Linked DNA regions of Gossypium arboreum: region 1 is linked to region 2. A link is a contact called in public Hi-C data. All regions are on one chromosome and are shown on one strand. The core of a region is the stretch at or near the end of the contact, and the rest is flanking DNA. Distances in the headings are between cores, read along the strand shown.

Region 1 (5,935 bases), core at 1,462-3,961, 150 kb before region 2:
TCTTTTGATACTTAAAGTTGGGGAGTTTCCAGTGACACCCTAGTAGTTCCATCTTCGATTTTGTTGCTGGCTTGAGTTGATTTGTTTAGCATTTTATAGAATAGATGAATTAGCCATATTGTAACTGTTACGTGGATTATGATTCATGGCTTTATCTTACAATAATCCTTGATTAACCTATTCATCCAACAATATTTTCTTGTTCTGTTGGATTCATCCAACTTTTTTGGACCCTGGCAAATTTTACATGGTCGCCAAAGCAGACAGATAACATTTTCTTTGTTGACCAATATGCATGATATCTTTATAATTCCATGCTTTTTTTTTTTTTAATTGAATATGCAAATAATTGAGAAGTAGGCAATTCGACATTATCCCCTTCATTGCGGTTTTTGGTTTCTATGGCTATGGTCCATATATAGAACGCAGGAAGGCACACCGTGAATGCGCCTCGTCCAAAAGGATCCTGAAGCGGCGCGTTCAGGTGGTGGCCCTGCCAACACTGATTTCACCACTTGCAACAATAACAACTTTGTTCTTGGGTGTACAGCTCAGCCTTCCTTGAGCTTCAATTTTGTAAACAACATCCATCCCAGAGAGCACTTTTCCAAATACAACATGTTTGCCATCTAACCATTTAGCAGCCATGTTAAAAGATGATAAACTATAACATCTTCATTGTAAAATTTATAACTACCTGCTGGCTGTAACGGTTGTAATGAATAATTGTGAGCCCTATACGAAACGAAACAAACAGTCTTTGCTTGTAACAGATGTTCCAAATCATTCCTTGAAAACTAGTTAAAGACGAGTAGGAATGTAGCTGGCTCACCAGGCCCAGTGTGCTTCACCTTGAAATTCTCATCACCAAATTTCCACCATCACCGAGTGTAAAATCGCCTCCTTGTATCATAAAATGTGGAATAATCCTATGAAACGTACTGCCTTTGTACTGGAGAGATTTCCCCTGTAATGGAAACCCACGGTCCCAAGTATATGACGACTATGTTACCAGGACTCTTTAAGTTTCTATCCGACGCATATTAACATAAGTTGACCAGTGAGATTAGCACAATGTTCGGAAATTTTCTGCCTATAACAGAAACTCAGGCTGATTGGTAGCAAAACAATTGATGGGAAAATTCCAAAAGATACATTAAGACAGCAATGCAGCCATAACACTAAACATAACTGTTGTTTTAGGAACTATGTTTCCAAAGAGTCCCATGATGACTCGACCTGAGAGCAATAATTCAGTAGTAATGTTTTAGCTACGTAAACTAAACAGAAAGCAAAAGCTATGGTGGGTGCAACACATTACGTATCCTACGATATTGGAGGAAATTCTAGGGTGAGCTCCACTTAAGCAAAAGTTTTTACCAAAATATCTAAAGATTTACCGATATTTGCAAGACTTTACCAAAATTGGTCTTAAAAGTAAGAAAAAGTGAAGCATACCAGCAGGTTTTCCTGCAATTTCAACATCAAAGTAAACTTGGTGAGTAACTTCATTCAAATGTTCCCTTGACTGTTTTGCCTGCACATTCCATTAAAAAGAACATATCCAACAATCAAATCAACTAATCACATCTGACTAGACAATAAGTGAAGAAAAACAGAAGAAGATATTAACTTAACATTGTATATCGCAGATGAGCTTAATAAACTAGACGCAGAACTAAAAACAGAAAGGGAACCTGAGCCAAGAACTTTACTTATTCTGACGTAGTTATATAGTACAAAATGCATCACAAATTATTCTATTTTGATATTGAGACAAAAATATTGGCATTTTCGCTAAAATCTCTTTTAAAATGTAAAATGCTCTCTCAATATAAATTTTTAAAGATGAACGGGCTCGATTAGAAAATTCTCCCCGCAATATTGATTTTTGTAGATTTACATTGGAGTTTTTTTTTTTTTAAGATTTACTTTGAATTTTAGAGATGAAAGTGAAAATGAGAGAACGAAGACTACTAATATCTTGACACTACTATTAGATTTGAGAGCATGATCAAATATTTTATTTCACATATCTCATTCTTAATCAGATGTTGAAAAAATTACCTATAAAAGTAAAAATTTGTTAACCATATTTATATTAAATAATAAAATAATATTAAGGTTAAATAATAGTTTAAAATATTAAAGTTATATTTTGTTTCACAAAAAGAATTTTTGATTTGCCTTTTCAAAGTAAATAGAAAGTAAAATAATGTTGGATTGGAGAGAGACCCATAGAGCAAATGAAGAAAATTTACATGGAAAAGTAAGAAACATAGCTATGTTTGTATCGACTTGGTTATTAGCCCATCAATGTGTAAGTTCCTCCTTGGGGATCCAATTTATTCATTCAAAAACTGAAAAAAGGTTGTGCTTTGACAATGCTAAAATCACCCTTTTAGCAGGTCAATTGCCACCATCGTATCTAAAAAATTCTTTTTAAGAGTAGTGGCTGACCCTGTAAGCACTCTCTTAATTCAACTATTGGGATTTCATCCACCTCCCTTTTCTCTTGCCATATCAATTATTGGGTCACGATTCTCATCCCAAGTTGGGCTTCAAATACTTAATCCCAAGTTGCCAGAAAAATTGAAATTATTAACTAAGCTATTTTAAGAAAAATTTATTAATCTATTCTTATTCAAGTAATTCCTCAAATTAGAATAAAAATTTATGTATATAAAAAAATATAATAATATTTTAAACTCAGATGGTTGCCAAAAGAAATTTAATGATTGATTTTAGCTATGATTGAATTCAATGGCATTGGGAGGATAGGACCCCCAAACCATTAAAAACAGAACACAATGGACGGCCTCGGAGGCGGCCTCGGAGGAAGCGAAGAAATTCAATCCACGTGGGAAACCCAATACCATCCTTCCACACACACAGACAGGCAGACAGACAGAGAACGCGAGTTTAAAAAAAGTTACCTTAAAAAAAGGAATCACTAATAATGGTTTAAACCTTATGTTCGTCCGTTGTATTTTGTAGCAAACAAAAAGCAGGGGACGCGAACACCATTTGCAGGGAGCCGCTGCAAATGCTCTTTTCAATATGGCGAAACAACACGCCTGGGCTCACTCTGCACATCCTCGTTCGCCTTCTTATCTCTTCTTCTCCGTCGTTGCGCTTTCTTTCCTCTCCCTTATCGCCCTCCTCATCTACAAGGTCCACCTCCTTTTTCTTTTTCTTTTTTAATATTTATCAGCTGCTAATGGAACCAGCAATGTTCTGACTGTTTTTTTTTCCGGTGGAGATTTAGGTGGATAATTTTGCTTCCCAAACGAAAACAATCGTGGGTCATAATTTAGAGCCGACGCCGTGGCATCTTTTCCCGCCAAAAAACTTCACCGACGAATCCCGACATTCCCGGGCTTACAAGATCATCCAATGCTCCTATCTGACTTGTCGCTACGCCGCCACCGTCGGTGGCGCTCAACCTTCGGAGGGGCAGGAGGAGGAACGACGGGGCTTAGTCTCCTCTCGTACCCCTCCACAATGCCCAAACTTTTTCAAGTTCATTTACCGTGATCTTGAACCATGGATGAAGACCCGGATATCCGTTAACCACATAAATGAAGCCAAGGAACACGCGGCGTTTCGTATCGTTATTGTTGAAGGAAAATTGTTTGTCGATTTGTATTATGCTTGTGTACAAAGTAGATTGATGTTTACGCTATGGGGAATTTTACAGCTTATCAAAAAGTATCCTGGGATGGTCCCTGATGTGGATATGATGTTTGATTGCATGGATAAGCCTACCATTGAAAGAGCTAGAGTTGAAAATGGGTCTTTGCCGTTGCCTCTGTTCCGGTATTGTACAACTGAGGCTCACTTTGACATCCCTTTTCCCGACTGGTCCTTTTGGGGTTGGTAAGAATCACTCATTCCCAACTTCATTTGAGATTCTAATTTGTCTACTTTTACTACAAGATCATATCTGCATAATCTGTGTTTACACTTACCATAACCTAACTCCATTCGTGTAACTTAAAACCTCAAGTTACCAAATCAAAATTGTCCCGAACCTAAAATGATATGAATAACTTAAATTGTTAATAATCTGGGTATACCAGGGATTGCAGGTAATTTGCTATGGACTAAGCTCCAGGTGCTAAATTGTTAATGATTCTGTGCAGATAGAATGTTAAATTGAGTAGACCATTTGATGGTAGTATGAATTGTGTGAAAATATGTTCAAGTTGCGAAGCTTAACAACGCTGTATCCCTGAATGCAGAAATGTTGAGTTATGTTGGTGTCACTTTATGTAGTTGTCATCCATATGATTCATGTTCAAATACTCCCAAGTCTAAAAGTGTTTTTCTTGTTTATGTGAATCTTATATATATTGGCATGCTATATGTGTTGGGATATGTGTGTGTGTATAGTGCTCCTCTCTACTAGCTTATGCAAATGGAGCATCTTGAATCTATCTTGGAATTTTTCATTAGTCGCAGCTATGGTGGTGATATAAGAGATGTGGTCTAGAATTCATGTTAGTTTTGGTGGATATTTATTTGAATTCTTGTGCACATCTTTGTGAATGACTTGTCTGCAGGCCAGAGGTAAATGTAGAGGCATGGGATGAGCAGTTCAAAGAAATTAAGAAGGGATCACAAGCTCAAACCTGGTTGAAGAAGATTCCCCGTGCCTATTGGAAAGGAAATCCAGATGTTGAATCTCCAATACGTCTGGCACTAATGCAATGCAATGACTCTAACTTGTGGGGTACAGAAATTATTCGTCAGGTTGGTTTGAAAAGTTTTATGTGAACGCATGAATTTTTCTATTTAGAAATGATAGGTCTAACAGCCAAAAATGTGCTTTAAAGTGCAATAATGATAATAAGATTTATGTTGTTTGATGATGTTGCTTTTTATTGTCCATTGCAGGACTGGGCGGAAGAAGCAAAGACTGGGTATGAGCGGTCCAAACTATCCGATCAGTGTAATTATCGGTGAGTTCTCTTCTTTGACTGATATTACTACAGCAGACATACTTATATTCAACATTTGCATTTGAGTCCGGATAATAGCCTTATGCTGTGTGATGGGCCTGGAACTTTAGAAGACTATTCCTTAAGAGTCCTAAACAAACTTGGTAGCTACAAGTTACTAGAGTGCTTTGACTTGGTTTCCACGCTTTTTGTAGGTTAGCCTTCTAGAATTTTCCAGGTTTGGGTCGGGTCAAGATGCCCCGTATGAACAACTTGGTTTGCTGTGTGAGCCTTGATCATGAGCTGGTGTGCACAGGCTGTGACATTGGCACAGTACATTTAAAGCTTGCTATTTAGACTAGTCCTTGGGGACCTAAGAATCAACCGCCCCTGCCTTTAAATCCCAGATTTCTTCCCTAGAGTTCAATCAGCTTGGATTGCATTGTAGAAAGCCGTCATAAGGGCTACATTTTATAATGGAAATTAAACAAATTTTGTTCCAAGGCTCAAAAAGTGCATAATTTAATATTGTTTTGTAATACTTGTCTGATATTGAAAGTAATATACTGATATTTTTGTTTCCCGTTTTCTGCAGTTATAAGATCTATGCTGAAGGCTATGCTTGGTCTGTAAGCTTGAAATATATCCTATCTTGTGGTTCACTTCCTCTATTAATTTCCCCACAATATGAAGATTTCTTCACTCGTGCCCTCGTTCCCAAGTTAAACTACTGGCCTGTCTCTAACGTTGATTTATGTCGCTCCATAAAGTTTGCTGTTGACTGGGGTAATACAAACCCGTCTCAGGTATGATCTTTTGGCATTCGAATTGGCAATAAGCAACAACTATTATAGGTTTAAACTGAATCTAGAATTCTTTCTTTTGAGCATCCACATAAACTCATGGCAATATTAGTACATGGTTATGGGGTATGATCCTCTATATATTTATGAGAAAGCTTGGAACATGGTTGACCCCTATTAGTGATACAT
Region 2 (6,806 bases), core at 3,885-6,384:
AAATTTTAATATTTTTATTTTTGGATTTAAAATTGTAAGTTTAGTGTTTAATATTGTTAAAATATATCTATTAAAATTAAGTTCATTACAACATCATTTTTTATACATTACTACTAAGTAAATAATTTTTATTTCAAAATTTCATTTCAACGAAATTAATAAAAGAATTTTAGCAAAGTTAATAATTGAACTTGAATTTTAAAATCTAAAAAGTGGAAAAACTAAATCCTTAAAAATAAGAATAAAAAATTAAATTGTTAAAAATAAAAATAAAAAATAAATTTCAAATATACTAAAAAGTACAAATACTTGGATAGTAAAATAACTTTACCAAATTTAATTTATTGCTAAAATAAAACTTAGGAGGGTTTGATAAAATATTGAAAAATTTCAAATCCATTTAAAAATTTTGGAGAGTATCTTAAGCTAAAGTTGATCTATTTGGAAGGATTTTTTTTTGTAAGAATTTATGTTGAAAAGCTTTATGCGATCCTAAAACTGGAAGTGCTTTTATGAAACTCAGTTGTCGGGTCCTCAGTTGACTTTTTAATATATTTTTCTGAATTAAGATTAAATTCACATCATTTATAATGTTAAAAGACTCAAATTTTAAAAGCATCGTCAATTTTCTGTCAAATTATTTTTTATTAGTTATTTAATGGTAGGCGACCAAAAATGATAAATTTAAAAATATTAATAATTATTTTATAATTTTTATAATTAAACGTTTAAAAAGGAAATAAGTGATTACTTATATAATTTGCTTTTTTTTTTTTGGCTTATATGAAAGATAGGTACTCAAACTTTGTAAATTTTCCACTTTAGGTATTCAAAGTAGTTTTTAACTAAAGTTTTGTTCTGTTACACATTTAAGTTCAAAGTTGACATCTGTAAGAAAAGAAAACTTGAACTCCAATGAAATATTTACACAGGACAAAAAACAAATATTATATATATATATATATATATTCTTTTTTCCATTTGTTATTTTTCCTATCTCTAAAAAATTAAGATGATAAATTTTGTAAGCGTTAATAGTTAAATTTATTAAAATTTTTAAATTTAAAATCAAATTGTTAAAATGTGTAAATATTAAATGGTTAAATTTATTATTAGGTCAATAAAAAACCCACACCCACTATATTAAATGACTAAATAAATAATAATAATAGTTGGATCACCAAAATAAAATTAAAAGCATAGTATAGTCACTATATTTGTAGTTTACCCATAAAATAAAATAAAAGATAATTTATATAAATAATCAATCAACTATGCCCGCATTCTTGGTTATCCAACTTTAAAAATTTTCAATTTAGACATTAACATTTAAATTTATTTTTGTTCTAGTCATTGAAAAACTTTTTTTACTAGTACAATAACACATTTAGTCCTCAATACTTTGATACTAATTCTAAATAATTCAATGGCAAAATTCGTCATTATATTTGTAGTTTAGCCATAAAATAAAATAATTAAAAAAATTAAATAGTAATCTATAAATTAGAGCCTTTATGATACGAGTAATAAATACATAATTTCATAACAGTTGGGAAAAATCAACAACGCAGCCTGCGTCTAATTTCATTATTGTATGTAATTTTTAGTATGTCCTGTAAACAAATCAACATCGCCTTGAGATTCATTGATAACAGACTAAACTCCTCCTCCTCCTCCTCCCTCCCAATCCCCAAGCTGCTGCTAACCTCTGACTAACAAACACAAATGCATTGATGCCGATTAAAACTTTACACTCTGGATGAAAATGGACAACGAGCATTTGCCTCTTAAAACGGAAAAAAAGATACCTATCTACGAGTTTATATTCTGCTTATGTCGCGACCGAACACAAAAGTTGTGAGCCAGTTAATAGCCACATAGAATCTGTTCCTCCAGCTGACGACTCGTGTTAGATATGCCGAGCGCCATATAAACCAGCTGACAAAGCCTGCTAGAGATATCCCTTTTGCCTCCTATAAAAAGGAATCAAATAAGTCTCACAACTCATCCAAACTAATAGCTCAAATGCGGGGAAAGAAAAAGAACAGAATCACCTTGCTCTGTCTTAGATCAACAAGAGCCTTAAATCTGCCCACAGTTGCCATGCTTCCAAGATGCTTGTACTCAAACGGATCCCCCAAGTTCATGTCCTTAGCACCGTTGGCATGTCCTCCTCCATCTTTACAGATTTTATTCAATAGCTTTGCCAGATACTTTCCTTGTCGCTCGGCAACCTGAACAGGATTGAAATATTGGCACCGCAGTTGTTCGAAGCAACAAAAGGGTAGGCATTATCAATCTCCCTGGTGTATAAAGAGAACTATATATCTAGTCTAGAAAGCTAATATAGAAAGTTCATCGTAGAGTTTGACATTCAATTGTTACACAACTTGGGTCCAACTCTGTATTGTACCCGTGTTTTGGATTGAAAAGAGTAGTTCGAAAAAAACACCATACGGAAGAATCAAATTTAAGTTAGGAGTAGGTAAGAACAGTTCACTTAGCCAATCCAATGAATTCATGTAGTAACAAGCATGCAGGAAACACCCAAGTCCAATTTCGAATGGAACTGGATGATATTATCTCGAACTTTATGAGAAGAAAAAGACTTGAAGGAAGGCATGGAAAAGGTTGGGGTCCTAGCTTACCTGCGCTAAAGCCGGAAGGACTGGTTTGCCGGTACTTTCCAGAAACCCGCTGCAATCACCAATTGAAAATACATCTTGCACAGTAGGAACCCGAAGCCACTCATCAACACCAATCCTGTTAGTAAAAAGGAATTGAATTAGGTGAACCAGCTGGTATCTTAAGTTTTATTTACAATTTATGAAAACTTACCAACAATTTTTATGCCAGTTGGTTCAAAACTCTATAAGGTGCATATTACCAAGCCATCAAGAAATCTTCATAAAAATAAAAACAATGTCACTGGGATTTTATCTTACCTTCCACCCGGAGATTTCGGAAGTCCTAGAGAGTTCACAAAAGGAGAAGGACCAACACCTGTTGACCATACTAACAATCCATAGGGAACCTCGGAACCATCAGTGAGGACAAGATTTTCAGGTTTAACATCCTTCACAATCCCACGAACTAGACGAACTCCTGACTGAGAAAAAACTACTTGATGAAATAAAAATAAAACAATAAAATCCTCTCTTCTCAGCAGCCTAACAGAAGATATTTAAACTCCTTCAATGGAGTTAGAAAGCTAAAACAATATTTGCGTCAATCAACCATCTTTTACCTTCGTTAAATGCTTAATTGCATAGCGCCGGAGACGATCGTCAAAGGAAGACAGTATCTCATTAGCCTGAAAAAAAGATAATAATTTTATTATAATTCACAAATCTCCTCAATTCAGCAACTTAAAACAAGGCATGAGCACAAGAAGAATCTCAAGAAGGTCTTCAAGTTTCCAGGCAGAGTTCGGAAAGCCAGCACTGGCTTCAACAAAGATATTAGAAGACAAAAGAACTACATAAATGGCAGTACGGAGGAATAACTGATATCGTAGTGAAACAAACCTCAATCAGTGTGACATGGATATAGTCTTTTACATGAGTGTATCTTTCATGAACATCCCTCCTAATAAAATCACTAAGTTCACCACTAAACTCAACCCCGGTCGGACCGCCTCCTACAACAACACAATGCAGCAATCTACGTTTCTCTTCTTCAGGAAGCCCTGCCTCGACACCGAACCAATAGGTAAACATATAATCATACTCAAGAAATTATTTTCCATTACAGCAGGTAGAAAAACCAAAGTGTGGCATTACCCGGCACATCGGATAGCATCAAGTTGAGAAGTAGCTTCCTCCGAATTTCCTGAGCATGGTGAACTTCACGCAGAAAAATAGCATGTTCCTTCACACCATGGATTCCGAAAGTCGATGCCTGTGCTCCTGATGCAATTACCAACTTATCATATGAAATCTTAAACTTCCATGGGTCCAGGGTGTCGGTTCCATCAGTAACAGTCTCACAATGCACCTTCAAATACCCAAAACCAAATATTCCATGATCAAAAGGTCAAAAATCCAAAATTTTCCTACTGCATTTTATTTTCCATCAAACAGAACAAGAACAAAGAACTTTCCGAGTACAGTGAGGGAATGCTACCAACAAGCTTAATTCAACAATTGCATTCTACAAAGCAATATCTAGACATACGATCCATCACTATTCTCTAGTTCAAAAAACTAGAAATCTTTAGTAAAATTAAACTAAATTCAATACCCAAAAGCCCAAAGCCAAAAATTTAAACAATCAAGCTAATTTTAGAATCATAAAAGGACTCCCAACCTTAAATTGACATTCAACTCAGCCAACAGTCAATGCCTTTTGATTTTAGTTCTCCCAAAACGGAAATAATAACTAATTAAACCCAATAAAGGCGACATATTGTTGAAATACCTCATGGTTTTCAGTATCCACTGCAGTAGAATTGGCAAGAAAAAAATAAGATCCAGGTGCTGAAGAGATGGAGGGCTGAATCCTCGCAATGGGTTCGGCAACGGACCTGAACTCAAGAGTCCCAACACAAGTAGAAGCCAATAGGGGAGTAAATACCATATGGTTCCTAGGCGAGACACAAACGATGTCATACAGCTTGGGGTCCAAGCCTTTCATTAGCCTGCAACCAGCCCATCCAGATCCTAACACCACCACCCTTGGTTTGTCGTGTGGCTTGGTGGGTCCGAGACCTGATGGCTGAGCCTGAGCCGAGGCAGGGGGTTGGTTGGCGGTGCTGAAGTGGGATAAAGAAGCTTGTAGAAGATTTTTGGTGATGGGGGTTTTGGATTTGATAGGTGTGGATAGTTTGATCAAGTTCCTATACCAAAACATGGCTGCCTGATTACGTTTCTTTCATAAAACAATGAGAGATTGCTTTGGGGGAGGATGTATTGGGATTTGGGATGGGAGAGTTTCAGTCAACTTCAGTGGCACGTGTCAGGTGATAGTTGAAATTTGCATGCAAATAGAAAAGCCCATTCCCTCACTGGGCTAAAATTTTCTAAAAGAAGCATCATACTCCATTTAGACTGTGATTAGAAAGAAATGGTTGAAGTACATTTACACCTTTAAGTAGGCTATAGCATGTTACTAATTTGGCTATCCTCTCATTTGTGCCATCTAGATCATGGGACTCCATTGAACTTTCGTGAAGAAGGAAAAAGCATCACTTGCAGAAGAGACTCCTATGGAAACATGTGGGAAAGAGGAGATGCAGACCAAACAAGTCATCTATGGCAATGCTAATGCCATCATTCCCATTCACTGAGAGAGAGTAAAACATTGGCAAGTCACGGTCAATACATCTGAGTCCTAAAGTCTACAAGTCAACAACAGATTATCTCGGATAGTCTCTGTCAGATGGGAATAGTTGGCAAAATTGTCGGTAGTTAATATACCTCCTTCCTGGCAATTAACATGGTTAAGCATTGTGTTCCTTTCTCCTCTCTTGCTGCTTTCATTTTTCTCTTACTTTGTTTTATCTTTTCATTAGTTGCAATTGGTGTGTATTTGAAAGGTTATTTATTAATGTAACCAAGAGAAAAAGGTGATGGTAAGCCTTTGGCAAACCTTTTCAAACATTCTTAGATGAGCTTTAATTTTCAGGTCATAAAAGTATTCCACCCTGAAAGCTCCATAGCTAACAAAGAGTCTAAAAGGTTGCAGAGGCAGAAGACGAATAATACTCCTTACAGTGAACATGAGTATACTGATGGAGACCAGATTTCACAACATAAAGACACCAGGTGTGTTCCTCTGGGATTAAAGTCAATGGAGGGCACAGAAGTTTATAAGACCATCTCAAAACCGCCTCAATATGAGTTTGCTTGCTGGGTGTACTGGATTAAAACAGATGTAGACTGTAAGTAAAAATCTAACCATATTGCTCATTCAAATGATTTAAAATCTAACCATATTGCTCATTCAAATGATTTATCCATTGTCTGAAATAGTGGATACCAAAAAACAGGGATTAAAATAGCAGTCGGGTAGCGGAATAGAGGCTGGTGTATAGCGGTTGGGGTGCCATCCGAAATCGCTATTGCTGAAATAGCGGTGTGAAGCGGAGTCACACCAATAGCAGTGGATCGTGGTTGCAATTTAATGGGTAACGGTCAATTGCGGCAATAAGAGCCGTTATTTCTGTTATTTTTTCGTTATTCTCGTTTATATCTTCTTCTTTTTTACTTTGTTATTAGTTATTAGTTGTGTGAATTTTAAAAAAATTCACAACCGCAATACCTACAGTGACCGCAATAACATCCGATATGTTCGCAATTGCGATAAACATAACGCGACCGAAAACGCAGCCGCAACTGCAATTTAAATCCCTGCAAAAAAGTTTCCCATAAACTACAAGTATTACCATTATCATAAAATAAGAGGTCGTGGGGGCAGGAGCAGTGATCCGGGATCACAAAGGCTCTTGGATTGTTGGCTCATATGTCATTTCGTCATGTTCCACTTGCGACTACCGTAGAAGCGGACTTATGGGCCCTTCGTGACGGCTTTAGACTTGCTAAGAGCTTAAATATTAGGCATTTGGTCATTGAAGTTGATTCTACTTTAATCATTCATTTCATGTCTAATATAAATACTACTAATCTACTGTTATCTCCAATTATGAATGATTGTAAGCCTCTGTCTATTGATTTCTAAGAGTATTAAACATATCTTTCGAGTTTAGTACGTATTCGGAACAACCTTCTTGATAATTCCTCTTTGGTTTGTAACTCTTTTGATGATTTCTTTTGTACTGGTAACTCCCCTCGTAGCTCCTTAATTCC

Evidence for each region. A called contact is a pair of places that touch in the nucleus more often than the background predicts.
Region 1: a Hi-C map of leaf shows a contact between it and region 2, with 2.7 times the contacts expected there. The contact joins the promoter of LOC108450567 here to the promoter of LOC108450066 in region 2. A contact is called at or near these places in 2 of 5 Hi-C or Micro-C datasets (both in leaf).

What each region holds. Positions count from the first base shown.
Region 1 is chr7:86,580,364-86,586,298 of ASM2569848v2, reverse strand. LOC108450567 reads left to right here and starts at 2,711. Exons shown (of 6, transcript XM_017748248.2): 1 at 2,711-3,174; 2 at 3,269-3,879; 3 at 4,566-4,755; 4 at 4,900-4,964; 5 at 5,539-5,749. The coding sequence starts at 3,061. LOC128295593 (a long non-coding RNA gene) reads right to left here and starts at 1,698. Exons shown (of 3, transcript XR_008286123.1): 1 at 1,459-1,698; 2 at 698-967; 3 at 151-629.
Region 2 is chr7:86,429,284-86,436,089 of ASM2569848v2, reverse strand. It overlaps LOC108450066 (internal alternative NAD(P)H-ubiquinone oxidoreductase A2, mitochondrial-like), which reads right to left and starts at 5,134. Exons shown (of 9, transcript XM_017747632.2): 1 at 4,420-5,134; 2 at 3,783-3,996; 3 at 3,528-3,688; 4 at 3,248-3,313; 5 at 2,946-3,109; 6 at 2,649-2,763; 7 at 2,055-2,234; 8 at 1,809-1,973; 9 at 1,476-1,708. The coding sequence starts at 4,851. The coding sequence ends at 1,821. It overlaps LOC128295522 (a long non-coding RNA gene), which reads left to right and starts at 5,303. Exons shown (of 2, transcript XR_008286005.1): 1 at 5,303-5,881; 2 at 5,973-6,734.